Regions from separate parts of the Mus musculus genome. Here region 2 is linked to region 1. The links are chromatin contacts, called in public promoter capture Hi-C maps. All regions are on one chromosome and are shown on one strand. The core of a region is the stretch at or near the end of the contact, and the rest is flanking DNA. Distances in the headings are between cores, read along the strand shown.

Evidence for each region. Promoter capture Hi-C pulls out the DNA fragments that hold promoters and counts their contacts.
Region 2: a contact with region 1 is called in a promoter capture Hi-C map of embryonic stem cells, with 2.2 times the contacts expected there. The contact joins the promoter of Nxph4 here to the promoter of R3hdm2 in region 1. A contact is called at or near these places in 9 of 39 promoter capture datasets (the 3T3-L1 cell line, the C10 cell line, cranial neural crest and 5 more), 3 of 484 Hi-C or Micro-C datasets (centroblasts, embryonic stem cells and regulatory T cells), 5 of 115 datasets of contacts at active chromatin or transcription factors (embryonic stem cells and stem cell-derived neural progenitor cells) and 3 of 9 other capture datasets (adipose tissue, liver and pancreatic islet).

What each region holds. Positions count from the first base shown.
Region 1 is chr10:127,386,418-127,393,412 of GRCm38.p6, forward strand. R3hdm2 (R3H domain containing 2) reads left to right here and starts at 3,894. Exons shown (of 26, transcript NM_001168292.1): 1 at 3,894-4,010.
Region 2 is chr10:127,530,888-127,537,882 of GRCm38.p6, forward strand. Nxph4 (neurexophilin 4) reads right to left here and starts at 3,672. Exons shown (of 2, transcript NM_183297.2): 1 at 3,489-3,672. The coding sequence starts at 3,545.

The sequences.
Region 1 (6,995 bases), core at 2,644-5,143:
GCTTTCCCCATCCTTTCTCTCTTTCTTCCAATGCGTTAGCTCTCGGTTATCTGTGACAGTGGAGGATTAATTAGTACAAGTCTTGTATAAAACAATTTAAATGTTTTGCTTACTTAAGACTGGTTCTTGGTGTGTAGGCATGGGTGACCTGGATGGAGCCCTCTGAATAGACCAGGGTGGTCTATACCTCCTGAATGCTGGGGTTAAAGGCATGTGTCCCCTTCCTGGACCTCTGCTAGATTTTTGTTGTTATTGTTTAAAGGTACATCCTTTTTCTTCATAAGCTGGGCACCGTGGCACTCACCTATAGCTCCCACTACTTAGGATTTAAGACCAGTTTGGGCAACAGATTGAGGCTCTTGTCTTGGAATGAAGGGGGGGTGGATGGAGGGGGGAGGGAGAGGTGGGGGTCATTTTATTTTTATTTTAAAAATTTTCTTCTTTCCTCTCTTCCTTCCATCCTTCCTTCTTTTTCAAGGGGTTGGGGCCAGTGGAGGGGGGAAGAGGGGAGTCAGGATCTCAAAAAGTAAAAAATGTAGCCCTGGCTGTTCTGGAACTCTCAATTTAGACCAGACTGGCCTTGAACTAACAGAAGTTTTCTGCCTCTGCCTTTCATGTGCTAGGATTAAAGGTGTACAACACACCACCTGACCTACTTGGTTTTGTTTGTTTGCTTTTTTGTATTTTTTCTGACAGTTTCATGTAGCCCAGGTTGGCTTGGATCTTGATATGTGGCTGAGGATGACCTTAAATTATAGATCCTCCTGCCTTTCTGCCGTTGGAGTTGTGGGGTTATAGGTATGTGCTGTCACTATTGCTTTTCTTTAGTGCAAAGGAGAAACCTGGGCTACTAAATGAAATAACCAGATATGGTGGCTTACATAGTGAAATCCTATTAGGGAGGAAGATAAATATGAATAAATACATAGGAGCTAGCAATATAGGTCAGTCAGTACAGAGTTTACCTAAAATACTATAATCCTAGCTCTTACAATCTAGAATAAAGTCATATTCTTTCTTAATAGGATTTCACTGTATAAAGCCACCCTGTTAGCTATTTTAAGGTTTATGATTTTTTTTTTTTTTTTTTTTGGTTTTTTTTTGAGACAGGGTTTCTCTGTGTAGCCCTGGCTGTCCTGGAACTCACTCTGTAGACCAGGCTGGCCTTGAACTCAGAAATTTGCCTGCCTCTGACTCAGGGTTTATGATTCTTGTTTCCTCGATAACTTTTTGTTGTTTTGAGACAGGGTTTCATATAGTAGCCCAGATTGCCCTCAGTCTTACTGTGTAATAGAGGATGACTGTGAACTCAGAATTCTCCTGTCTCTGCCTCCAAGTACAGGAATAACCAGTACCTTTATCCCGTGTCCTCAGCATCCATTGATAAGTCTTATTTGAGACTTTTATTAAATTGGTGATTTCAGGAAGTTGATTTTCATATTGTCTCATTCCCTTTACATTTACTAGCTAGAATTGTTTTGTAGGATACCCCTTCTCTGTTTGTTTTGGTGAGTACTCTAGGGTTGATATTTTACTATTATTTTTCTTACTCCATGTGTGTAGTATATGTATGTGTATGCAAGTGTATATAGGAGAGACGATGCCTGGAAAAGATAGCCATGGCCAGTGGCTATACGCCTAAGGTCGTTCTATAGGCCTCTATTCACATGCATACATGTGTCTAATTCCACCAACTGCACACACATCTTAGTGTATGCAGACACCTTATTCCCTTCCCAAATTCAATGTTTTGTAGTCACTAGTGTCAGCATTAAAAGTACTAACAGTATTGACATTTAGAGCTGAAGAGATGGCTTATCAGTTAAGAACGAATATTGTGGGATTGTTGAGATGGCTTAATGGCTAAGAGCGCTGATTGCTCTTGCAGTGGACCCAGGTTCAATTCCCAGCACCCACATGGCATCTCACAAATGTCTGTAACTTCAGATCCAGAGGATCTGGTACCCTTACATAACATGCAGGCAGAACACCAGTACACATAAAAATAAATCTTTTTTAAAAAAGGATGAGAATGTTAAATTCTTCTCAGTTTAGTTAATGGGAGCCTCCTTGGCTTCTCTGTCCTCTTGGCAGCATCAGGCTCTCAGCACCTCCACAGGCACAGACAGCGTGTTTGCCCATTGTTACCTCTGTACTTCACCTGCCCTGGGCCGGCAGTTAATCACTTCTGAAAGAGTCCTGATCTTTTAGTGGGGAGTAGTTCCTTCACAGGGAGATTACTTCCTTTTCTTTTTAACTATAGATGCTGTAGCTCTATAGCACTGGCTATTTATTTATTTCACGTACATTGGTGTTTTGTCTGCACGTATGTCTGTGCAAGGGTGTCAGTTCCTTTGGAACTGGAGTTACAGTTGTGACCCACCATGTGGGAATTGAACCTGGATTCTCTGGAACAGTAGTTAGTCAGTGCTTTTAACCAGGAAGCCATCTCTCCACCCCCTACTTCTTATTCTTAGCTGCCTATCTATTCTTACTGTTTTCATTTGATAACCCACACATTTGTGTGTATGTGTGTGTGTGTGTGTGTGTATCTCAAAACTGCATATTCTGAGATGTACTCAGGCAGTATAGTATCTCAACTAAATTCCTTCATCAGAGGAAGTGAGTTCTAGGTAGTGCTGATGACTTCTTGGGGATGAGCTGTGTAGGGAAGAGGCCTTGTAGTGTTTTCCCATAAGTGGCTTTTGTGGATGGTGTTTTGTCACAGCAACAGAAAATAACCAGTACTTATTTATATGGTGACATATAAGGTAGGCATAAAGTACCGTGTTCCTACTCTTGGTTTTTTGAGACAGAGGCTGTCCTGAAACTCTCCGTATAGACCAGGCTGGCCTCAAACTCCGAGATCTGCCTGTCTCTGCCTCCTAAATGTTGGGGTTAAAGGCGTGCACCATCACCACCACCATCTGACTGTAGATAGCATTTTCTTTTAGGTTTTATTTTAATTTTATGTGTCTGGGTATTTCACCTACTTGTGTGTCTGTGCACCACTTGTGTGCCTGGTCCCTATGGAGACTAGAGAGCATCAGATGCCCTGAAACTAGAGCTAGAGATGGTTGTAAGCTGCCATGTGAGGGCTAGGAATCAAATCTGGGTCCTCTGGATGAGTGGTGGGTTCTCTTAGCACCTGAGCCATCTTTGCAGCATCCCATCTAGACAGTGCTGGTCTTGAACTCCTGATGTTCCTGCCTCAGCTTCCCAAGCACTGGGATTTTGGTTTACTCAGTTCCACACCTGGCTCAGAAAATATCTCAGTTACCACAGTTACTAACCTGTCAGTTGTATGTATTTCTTCCTTTTATATGGTTGGGTGCACTAAGATTACTGAAGAAATAGCTGCCTGGCAACATAAAAGCACAGATATTAAAAGGAATTACATATCTTCCAACTGTTTCTATTGCTTGGTTAAATTTAGAACCATACAGGGCTTTTGTAGAATTAAAATCCCTGGGGATTTTATAGTTAATAGACAGTATTCAGCTTTTCAGAGTTAGGAATAATATATGTAGCTTCAAAATGATTTTTGTACCGTCACTCACACCATTTAATTAAAACACAGAGACCAAAGCTGGGCGTGGTGGTGCACGCCTTTAATCCCAGCACTGGGGGGGGGGGGGGGGGCAGAGGCAGGCGGATTTCTGAGTTTAAGGCCAGCCTGGTCTACAAAGTGAGTTCCAGGACAGCCAGGGCTACACAGAGAAACCCTGTCTCAAAAAACCAAAAACCCAAAAAAAAAAAAAAAAAAAAAAAAAAAAACCACAGAGACCAGTAAAAAGTCAGAACTGTTCTAAGAATTTTAGTTCACTGCCATGTTGCTGAAAGTGGATTAGAGCCTGGATTTGATGTAGTGAAGGATTCTTTTTCTTTCTCAGGTGCATTGCAAGAGGCGACCCTGTCCTTCCTCAGTGTCTCTCAGCAGTAAACCTGATACAGTTCCTAAGATCCCGCCTGGATGGAGGAGCCAGCACCATATCTGTGCTAGAAATCAGGTAAGCATCACACTGGGGCTTACAGGTAACGCTTGTGATGCTTGGATTGTTTTCGGAGTTCATACAGTTTGAGCAGCAAATAACCTGTGTACCTGTACGGACCATCAACATAAGGAAAGGTAGACTTAAGGAGGGGTACTTTGTTTTTTTTTTCTTTTTGTTTTTTTTTTTTTTTAATATTTATTATATGTAAGTACACTGTAGCTGAACTCAGACACCCAGAAGAGGGCATCAGATCTCATTATGGATGGTTGTGAGCCACCATGTGGTTGCTGGGATTTGAACTCAGGACCTTCAGACAAGCAGTCAGTGCTCTTAGCCACTGAGCCATCTTTCCAGCCGAGGAGGGGTACTTTGAGTACATAATTTAGATTAAGTAGAATTTAAAATAGAAAACTATTCTATAGTAAATATCTTTAGTGCATCATTTGGTAGCAGGGAAAGTAATGCTATTATTGCATAGTAAGACATTCTGGGGATGTTTGAAAGTATAAAACTTCATCATAGATTGAGGAGAAAAATTAATGTAAATAGAATGTTCAATAACATGGTAAAAGTAAAAAAAATAAAATAAGGCTACTTTTTGCTCTTTTAAAAGTTGTTATGGGAATGGAGAGATGGTTCAATGGTTCAAGAGCTAGTTGCTCTTCCAGAGGACCCAGGTTCAATTCCCAGTACCCACACTGCAGTTCACAAATGTCTGTAACAGTTCCAGGGAATCCTACATCTTCACACAGACAGACATATATGCATGTAAATTAAAAATAAATAAGTTATTTTTAAAAAAGTTATAGGGTTTGAATGAATATCACAGCAATTAAGATCACTGTCTATTCCTTAAGACCCAGGCTGCTCACAAAGGTCTATAACTCCAGTTCCAGTGGGTCTGACTCCTTCTTGCCCCTGAAGGCAGTAGTGCATGGACAGGGTGCACAGACACACATGTGGCAAACCATGTGTATACATGAAAAGAATAACAATTTTGGAGGAAAGAAACTGAAGTCCAACTAGAAAACAAAACCTATTATGGACAGTAAGAAACTTTTGCTTGAGCTGGGTGTGGTGGTGCACACCTGTCTCGGGAGGCAGAGGCAGGCGGATTTCTGAGTTTGAGGCCAGCCTGGTCTACAGAGTGAGCTCCAGGACAGCCAGGGCTACACAGAGAAACCCTGTCTCGAAAAACCGAAAAAAAAACAAAACAAAACAAAACAAAAACAAAAAAAAAAAAAGGAAACTTTTGCTTATGTGTATTATATTTATCAATATTGAACCCTATTATGGATTAAAACTAAGAAAAAAATTTTAAATATTGATTCATCAAATGTAACATTCTTCTTATATATTGATAATGTCTGTAACTTTGTGTATACATATATGCATAAGAGTGCATGTGCCTGTGCTCACATGTCTGGAAGCCGGAGGTCAACATTGAGTGTTCGATGTCCTATCCTCCTTCCCTCCCTTTCTGTCTGTCTGTCTTTTTTAGGAATTGTATTTACCAGTGCTTGTGTATGTGTACAAACACGTGTAGGAACTTGGGTTGGCCGGCAGAGGGTGGTAGATTCTCTGGAGCTGGAGTGCGTGCTGTTGTGAGGCACCTGATGTGGATGCTAAACAACAGACTTGCATCCTCTGCAAGAACAACAAGCGTCCTTAGTGGGTGAACCACCTCTCCAGCTCCCCTCTACTCACTCTCTCTCTCTCTCTCTCTCTCTCTCTCTCTCTCTCTCTGTTTTTATGTATGAATACACTGTTGCTGTCTTCAGACACATCAGAAGAGGGCATCAGATCCTGTTATAAGATGGCTGTGAGCCACCACGTGGTTGCTGGGATTTGAACTCAGGACCTTTGGAAGAGCAGTCAGTGCTCTTAGCTGCTGAGCCATCTCTCCAGCCCCTCTATTTTTTAAAATTTATTTTTATTGTTTTCAACCTTATTTTTGAGACAAGCTAGGGCTCAGTGTTCGAGCTAGGTTGGCTGCTCAGCTGGTGCCCCGTGTCTGCCTGTCTCTGCCTGGTCAGCTGGTGCCCCGTGTCTGCCTGTCTCTGCCTGGTCAGCTGGTGCCCCGTGTCTGCCTGTCTCTGCCTGGTCAGCTGGTGCCCCGTGTCTGCCTGTCTCTGCCTGGTCAGCTGGTGCCCCGTGTCTGCCTGTCTCTGCCTGGTCAGCTGGTGCCCCGTGTCTGCCTGTCTCTGCCTGGTCAGCTGGTGCCCAGTGTCTGCCTGTCTCTGCCTGGTCAGCTGGTGCCCAGTGTCTGCCTGTCTCTGCCTGGTCAGCTGGTGCCCCGTGTCTGCCTGTCTCTGCCTGGTCAGCTGGTGCCCAGTGTCTGCCTGTCTCTGCCTGGTCAGCTGGTGCCCCGTGTCTGCCTGTCTCTGCCTGGTCAGCTGGTGCCCCGTGTCTGCCTGTCTCTGCCTGGTCAGCTGGTGCCCCGTGTCTGCCTGTTGACTCCAGCACTGAGGCTTCAGAATGAAACACTGTGCCCATATTTATGTAGCTGGTGAACTTGCAACCTCATTCCTCATGTGTGTGCAGTAGGTATGTACCCACTGAATTACCTCCCCAGTTCCTATACCTAAAACAAACAAACAAACAACCCCAAAACCTAACACCAAACAACCAAACAACTTTAAACACAATTCAGTGAGAAAGGTGGGCATTATTTTGTTTATTTTAATTTTTAAAAAAATTATTTATTTATTAGCACTAAGAATCAAACTTAGGGCCTTTTATGTACTAGGAAAACACTACAACTGAGATATCTTCCTAGCCATGTTTTGAATTTTTGCAAATCTCTAATATCTAACCTAACAGACGACATTTGGATTCTCTTGTTACAGTTTGCCTTCAGTTTATTAAGATGCCTTGTTTGGTTCAAGTATATGAAGAAAAGCCAGCCCCAAAGACATGTAGTTGGGGGAAGTCATAGTATTTTAATATCCCCTTCATTAATTAGGAATATTCTTCTTTGATACTGAACCCACAGTCAAG
Region 2 (6,995 bases), core at 2,422-4,921, 140 kb after region 1:
CCGTTATCTGAATTTTGATTTTATTTTATTTTATTTTATTTCCTTGCTTCCTAGAGCCGGCGCGGTCCCCCCGGGAATGGCTGCCCCCCGCCCCCCGCCCCGCGCCTCACTTTATTATTGCAATAAATGTGCCTATAAAGGCGCCGGCTCCAGGGCGCGGTGGGGGGGGGGGGAGCCGCGGAGCGGGGATGTAATTTCCCGAAGCCTGAGCCGTAGGGGGAGTGGGCGGGGTAGAGGTGGAGGAGGGGCGGGCAGGGGAGAAGGGGAGACTCGCCAATTTCCAGTGCTCAAGGCCGCACTCCCAGCTCCCTATCCCGGTTCGCTTTTTCTACTGTACATCTTGGGAGCCCCTTTGAGCTTGAACCAGAAAACCTCTCATCACAACCTGACCCTTTCTCTGTTAACCTTGTCCCCTTGCCCACGCCTATCCTTGGTTACAGGGTTCTCCCTATTCGAAGTTCCCTAGCGCCTTGCCAATTAATCCTTAGTGACCCCTCCAAGGGTCCCTTCACCTACCTGCTGGCTTATCAAGGTTTATCTTGCCACTCTCTGACCATGGGTCCCTGACCCCAGTGACTCCTCTTTACCTGCTGTCTGCTTTCTTATCAAACATCTTCACCATCGCCTCCTTCTAGAGCTCTATCTAGCTCCTCACCCAGCCCAACCATGACCCCCTGGAAATTCTCCTTTCCAGTGGCGCCCCTCCCATTCAGGATGTGAGGTTTAGCTGCAAGCTCTGGCCCAAGGGGGCTGTCACTTTAGACTCCATCCTCCAGTATCCCTGGCCCAGCTGCCGCCCCTGATTACCCCCAAATCCCAGCCAGCAGCGCTGGGACCAAGCCCAGGCTGTGCGTGCCTAAGTGGCCCAGCCAGAGATTAGTTAGGGGGCTTGAGGAGGGTAAGGAGGTAGGAGGTGGTGGTTGGCACAAGGGTTGTGGCTGGTCTAGACCAAGAGAGAGAGAGAGAGAGAGAGAGAGAGAGAGAGAGAGAGAGAGAGAGAGAGAGAGAGGTGTAGCTGTAATCCTTCCCTGAGGCAGGATAGAGCTGAAAAGTCCCACAGGACCCCCGCCCCTGCCCTCCCCCAGCTAATTAGTAATTAGTGATTAGTGATTAGTGACTATTGATCGCCTGCTGTTTTTCCCAGTAGGCAGCTGCTTTGGCAAGGGGCAAGGAAGACAGAGATACGGAGGGAAAGGAGGTTGAAGATTGTATTGGAAAGATCCTGAGCAGCCAGTCCAGTCCAGAAGTCAGAGCCCTAGATGCAATGGAAACCAGGGGAACCAGAACGTGTGAGGAGTCTCAGGAGCTGGAAAGTAGAGGAAGAAGCAGAGAAGTCCTCGGGAAGGCAGGGCGGGCAGCATCGATGGTCAAGATTTCCCCAAGAGCCATCTCAAGAGCTGTGCCCATCAAAAGCTCAACCCAGTGTCAGCTTTATCTCATGCTCACTCCCAATTCTGGCATCAAGATATCCCTGGACGCAGGCACACTCAGGAGTGCACGTATGCGTTCACAATCAGGTGAGCCCTTCTGAGGCTCACAATCCGTGATTGCTGGCACTTGAAGCTATGAGCACACTCCCAGACCCAGATTCACAGGCAAAAAAACAGATGTGTTCCAGCATGCAAATACATCAGAGACCCCGGGGGGTGGGGGTTCTGTGCATGTGCACACGCCCCACTGTTTTTCTCCTAAGTCCATTGGAGAACAGATTTCCTTACATGACCCTATGCAAAGTAACAGGTATTCAGAAACCAAACATAAACATAGACCCTCACATGTCCACAGGCTGGACCAAATGCCAGATAGGCACTTCCCTGCTGATTCCGACATAGCCACCCCACAGCTGCAGCCTTCTCACAGGAAGACAGATTCCCATCTCTCCTATCATCCTCATGCTTACTCTCCCTCAAGGCTCTACCAGATGTTTCCTTCCTCTTCAGGGGGCAAAGGAAATTAAACCAGATCTGTCCACAGGGGAGTTAATTTGATGCGAAGAGAGTGGAGAAGGCTGGTGGGGGTGGAGGGAAGGATCAGGGCAATGTATCCTTCCTTCCTCTGTGACCCCAGGCCTTCACATACTGTGGTTTGTTTGGGGCTGGACCTTCTCCTGCAGTCTCCCTGGGTACAAACCAGGCCTCAGGTTCAAAGAAAGCTCTTGCCAAAGGCAGCATTTTTCACACTAGGGGGCTATTTTCTTTTCTTTCTTTTTTTCCATCCATCCATCCATCCATCCATCCATTCGTTCATTCTTTCTTATTTATTTATTTATTTATTTATTGCCCAGTTTCCGTTCTCTCAAGGTCACTAGGCAGATAGGCTTGGGAGAATCCAAGGGCTCTACTAACTGGCTCACTGGGGCAGTGTCTACCCTATTGTAGTTATGAGGACACCACACCAGGCCTGGGGTCCAAGCGTTTTGGAGGAGAATTACTGGTTTCTCTTAAAGACTGGGGATTGAGGTCCAAGAGTGAGGGCTTGTGGAGCCAACTGGTTGCCCTTAAACTGGGTAGGTCATAGTTGAGAAAGGAAGTTGGGGGCAGAGTCTAAACTACCCTTGTGGGTCACACTTCAGGGCACAAATAGATGGCAGTGCTTTGAAGCAGGCACAATCAACCATGCAAAGACAATGTCTCCACCATGGCATGCCAACATAGACATTCACCTTGGGTCCCAGTGCCTGGATTCCCTGGACACATGCATACAAGGGCTGGTTTTAACCCATACACTCCATGTCCGCACTGTGAGCCCATATGGGCTGAAGATCTCAAGGCAAGAGTCGGGCAGGATGAGCTCTGGGCCCTTTTAGCCTTTGGGTCTTCACCCAGAAACCCCAGGAAAAGAGACAGTGAGAAGGGTGGGGGCAGGAAGGAGATGTAAGGAGAGACTCCCCTCCCAGACAACAACCACCAGGCGTGAGAGGGGGGTGTGTCTGTGAGGTTATGCAGGGGAGATGGTGTCTCCGCGGGAAATGGGATGGAAGATTGTAGCCAAGTTCAGCCCTGCTGGTGTGGGTCCGTGTAAGCGCGTGTGCCTGGATAATGTATGCTCGGATCGCAGAGCTTACCTGGCATTGTGACAAGGAGAAGAGGAATGGGAAGGTGGAGGGTGAGAGGTGGAAGGACAGACAGACAGACAGAGGGAGGCAAGCGAGGTAGGTGCGGAAAGAAGGCTAGGCTAACACCCGCTGGCTTGTCTGTCTGTCTCGCACTCCTTCTCTGTCTGGCGCACTCGCGGGTCGCGCTTCGTCCCCTCCCCCCGTCGCGCCTGAATCCGACTGGAGCCGGGCCTCCACCCTGCACCTTCTTCTAACCCTCAGCCAACTTGCTGGGTGCATGCCAGTCCTAAAGCGGGCAGTCTGTCTGTCCACGTCCCCCACGACGCACAAAGTTGGGACGCTTAGTCCTGGGGGCGGGGCGGACGCGCGGAGCCCCCTGGCATGCAGTGTTCTTCGTGTCCCGGACCCCGCACCTTGGCTCTGCCACCCTTACCTTCCTAAGGAGCCAAGGACCAAAGAGCAAGAGGAGCCATTCCGGGAGCAGCCGCATCTTCCCGAGCGGTCGAGCGGGTCGGGCAGGGCGGGTCCCGAGTCCGGCAGGACTGGGCTCAGGGTGAGGGACGCCGGGCAGAGGGCGGCGGCGCGAGCAGCGGGAGCGGGCGGCTCGGCCCGCGGACTGAGCGCGGAGCGGAGCAAGGCGCTGGGGGCGGGGCGCGGGCGGGGGAGAAAGTTGGGTCTGAGTCGGGCGGGCGGGGTGGGGGGGCGGGGCTCCGCGGTGCTCCAATCCCGGCCGCGCCCCGCGCGCCCCCTCCCGCCCAGCTGGGGGCAAGGAAGGTGACTTTCACCGTGACACACCCTGGACACACCCCTGGCTCAGGTGTGAAGCTGGAGAGGGGCAAGGGGTTTGGGGAGCAGCACCCCAAAGACGCCAGGTCTTGGGGCAGATGAGGGCTACAATAGGGCGTGGGACTCTAGGCCCTGAACTGTGAGCGGGAAGGGGTCGTCGCGGAGCATGAGTTCCCATACACAGGCTAGGGAACGCAGCAGGACCCTGTCCTGTGATGCCCGAGGTGGATGGGTGGGGGGTGTTTCTATAATCCTGGCAGAGGTAGGTCTAGGGCAGTGATCCGGACAGGGACCGAGGTGAGGGCGGGCGGGGCCTCGGGCGACTAGCACTGAGCGCGGCGCTGACGGGGATGGATGGGCGCCCCGCGGCTCATTCGGCCTGGAGATGAGAATCATTGATCACGGACGGAAACCCCATCACGTCTGTCAATAGGGCTGACAAACGGCGCCCGCCGCCCTGTCCCCGCCCCGCGGCACCTCTGCGGCCCCCGGACCCCTTGGCTAAACCGGCTCTTTTAAGTTAGCCCCTGATCCGCACTGTTGACCCTGGCCTGATCCAGAGCACCCTTGTTTGGTGCTAGGCAGGAAGTCCTCAGTGCCTTCTGCCCCTCTTGGTACGAGCCCTGTGCTTTCTCTCCCACAATCCCATCTTCCACTCTCAGCTCTTCTCATCCCGTCCCCTTCCCTGTCTATCTCTGTCCTTGTCTCTCTCTGTCCCCAGCTCCAGCACGGTCTCTGTTCTCATCCTCAGGGCTGTTTCTTCGTGTTTCCTCCTCCCACTGGTCTTTCTCTCTCTCCCCTACCCAGGGAGTCTTCAGCTGTCAGCTGTTGCTATGCGCTGTGTCTGAGGCTGAGTAGGTAGTATGACCAACACCTAGACAGCAAGAGATAGGACCATGCAAAGAGATGAAGAGACAGACACACATCCCAAGGTGTGTCTCCAGTCTTACCCCACTGTAATAGTACCCTGCTACACTGTAGCAGTGAGGCCACTTCACATACAGACCAGCATACACAGAGGCACATAAGCACACAGAGACGGACACACATGATTTATACACACAGTAGCATACAGTGATATACAGAAACAGCTAGGTACCCAAAGTACCTCTTGCCTTGACAGAGGCAAATACCCACAGGGACACACACACACACACACACACACACACACACACACACACACAGGCAATCTGAAAGACAAGCCTAGGGATATGAAAATAACAGACACACAGGAAGTGACAGACACTGAAAAGAGGGTCAGGGAAAGGACAGGGGTGTACTTGGTGACACTCAAGGAGACAAAAACCAGGGAGCAGCGATTTGGGGTGCAGTCAGGGCTGAACGAATAAAGGCAGGATGAGACAAAGTGTCAGGGACAAGGCCAAATGGCTGGCCAGGGCTGACCCTAAGCAAAGGAGCTGCTTTAGTTCTGGGTGAAGGCAAAGGGTGGTCACACATCCTGGGTGCCTAGAAGCCCACGGCCAAAGTATCTATCTGTAGGAGACCTGACCCTCCCCATCACCATCGTTTTAGCTAATCTCAGGCCGTCCAATTCTCTCAGAGATTACAAGTGCATGCACACATACACACATGTGCACAGTACTTATCTCTGGGTCTTTGCCTCTGTCCCTGACTCTTTCCATCTAAGAATATCTGCTTTTCAATCTGATCTGAATCAGTCAGTGTCCTTTTTGGTTTTTGAGACTCCCTTGCATTTGGCTTGGTTGAAGATAGTGCACCCTTCTGGTCCTGGCCAGAGAGGGAGGGTGCTAACGAAGGGGTAGGCTTTCTAAAGCAGCAGTTGGGGGCCTGTCTTGTTCTACCCGAGATCTTGAGGTGACAGGCAGAGAATCAGTGGCTCCGGGGGGGGGGGGGGCTACAGATGCAGGCTGGCAGAAGGAAGGGGTGGAGAGGGTGGGATTACTGGTGGTGGGGAATGAGCAGACTCTGGGGGAGGGAAGGAAGATGGCTGACAGAGGGTAGAAGGGTCAGCGCAAAATAGCCCCAGGGAAGGAAGTGAGAGGCTGGGCTAGGGTCCTCGGCAGCAGGTGCATAATTAGTGTGGGGAGCTTTAGGATAAGCAGTGTTACAGCAGTGTAGACGCCACCTGGTGGCCAGAAAGAGCCACAAGTCAACATTTAAGGATCAACAATGACCCCCCCCCAACCCCCACCCCCACCCCCATTTTATTCCCAGCAGGATCGCTCATCCCAGAGTCATAAGGAGTCTGGAGGAGCAAGGAAGATCTCATAGCCGGGCTTCAGGGATGAGGTTGGAGATAAAATTGATGATAGAAAAGGAGGGTCTTGTCTTTGGATGTTCATCTACCCATAAGCTTCCCCGAGGGGAGGATTCAAAGGAGAAATACCCTGGGAGGGTCAGAGATGAAAAGCTGGACAGCTCCTTTGGGAGGCATTGTTTGCTGCTGTTAGAAGAGCAGGGTTCTAACCCTCCCCCAGTCCTGGACAGTGTAAAGCTGCATAGTCTTCCGCAAGGGGTTCATTCCCCTTTGAAAGAGGTTCAAGGAGATCTGGAACAACTAAGATAGTGTAAGTCCTTTCCTGGTCAACTCCTGGAATGTCTGCAATGTTTGTTGAGAGAGAGGCATATGTCGGAAGCTGATGGGCAAACTGAGCCTTGCTGGCTCTCCTCCCCTCTATCTCATCCCCTAATGCAGGTATTTAATTAAAAAAAAAAATTCTGTGTTTGCCAAAGCGTACATATGGAGGTCAGAGAATAATTTTACGGAGCTGGTCCTGCCCATTTTTTTTTTTTTTTTTTTTTTTTTTTTTTGCTGTTGTTGTTGTTGTTTTTCGAGACAGGGTTTCTCTGTGTAGCTCTGGCTGTCCTGGAACTCAGAAATCCGCCTGCCTCTGCCTCCTAAGTGCAGGGATTAAAGGCGTTCGCCACCACTGCCCGGTGGTCTTGCCCACTCTTACATGGGTTCCAAGAGCAAACGCAGGCTACCAGGCTTGCAAAGTCAAGTGTTTTGCCCACCCAGCCATTCTGCTGGCCCAACAGCCAGGGTTTTACTCATAGGTCATAGAGTGAGATGTCAACATTTCAAAAGGAGCATGGAGCAGACCTTCCTAAAGGCCTTCATTACCCAGTGTGCTTTTTTCTAGGGTGGCATCTCACTGTGGGGCCAGTGTAG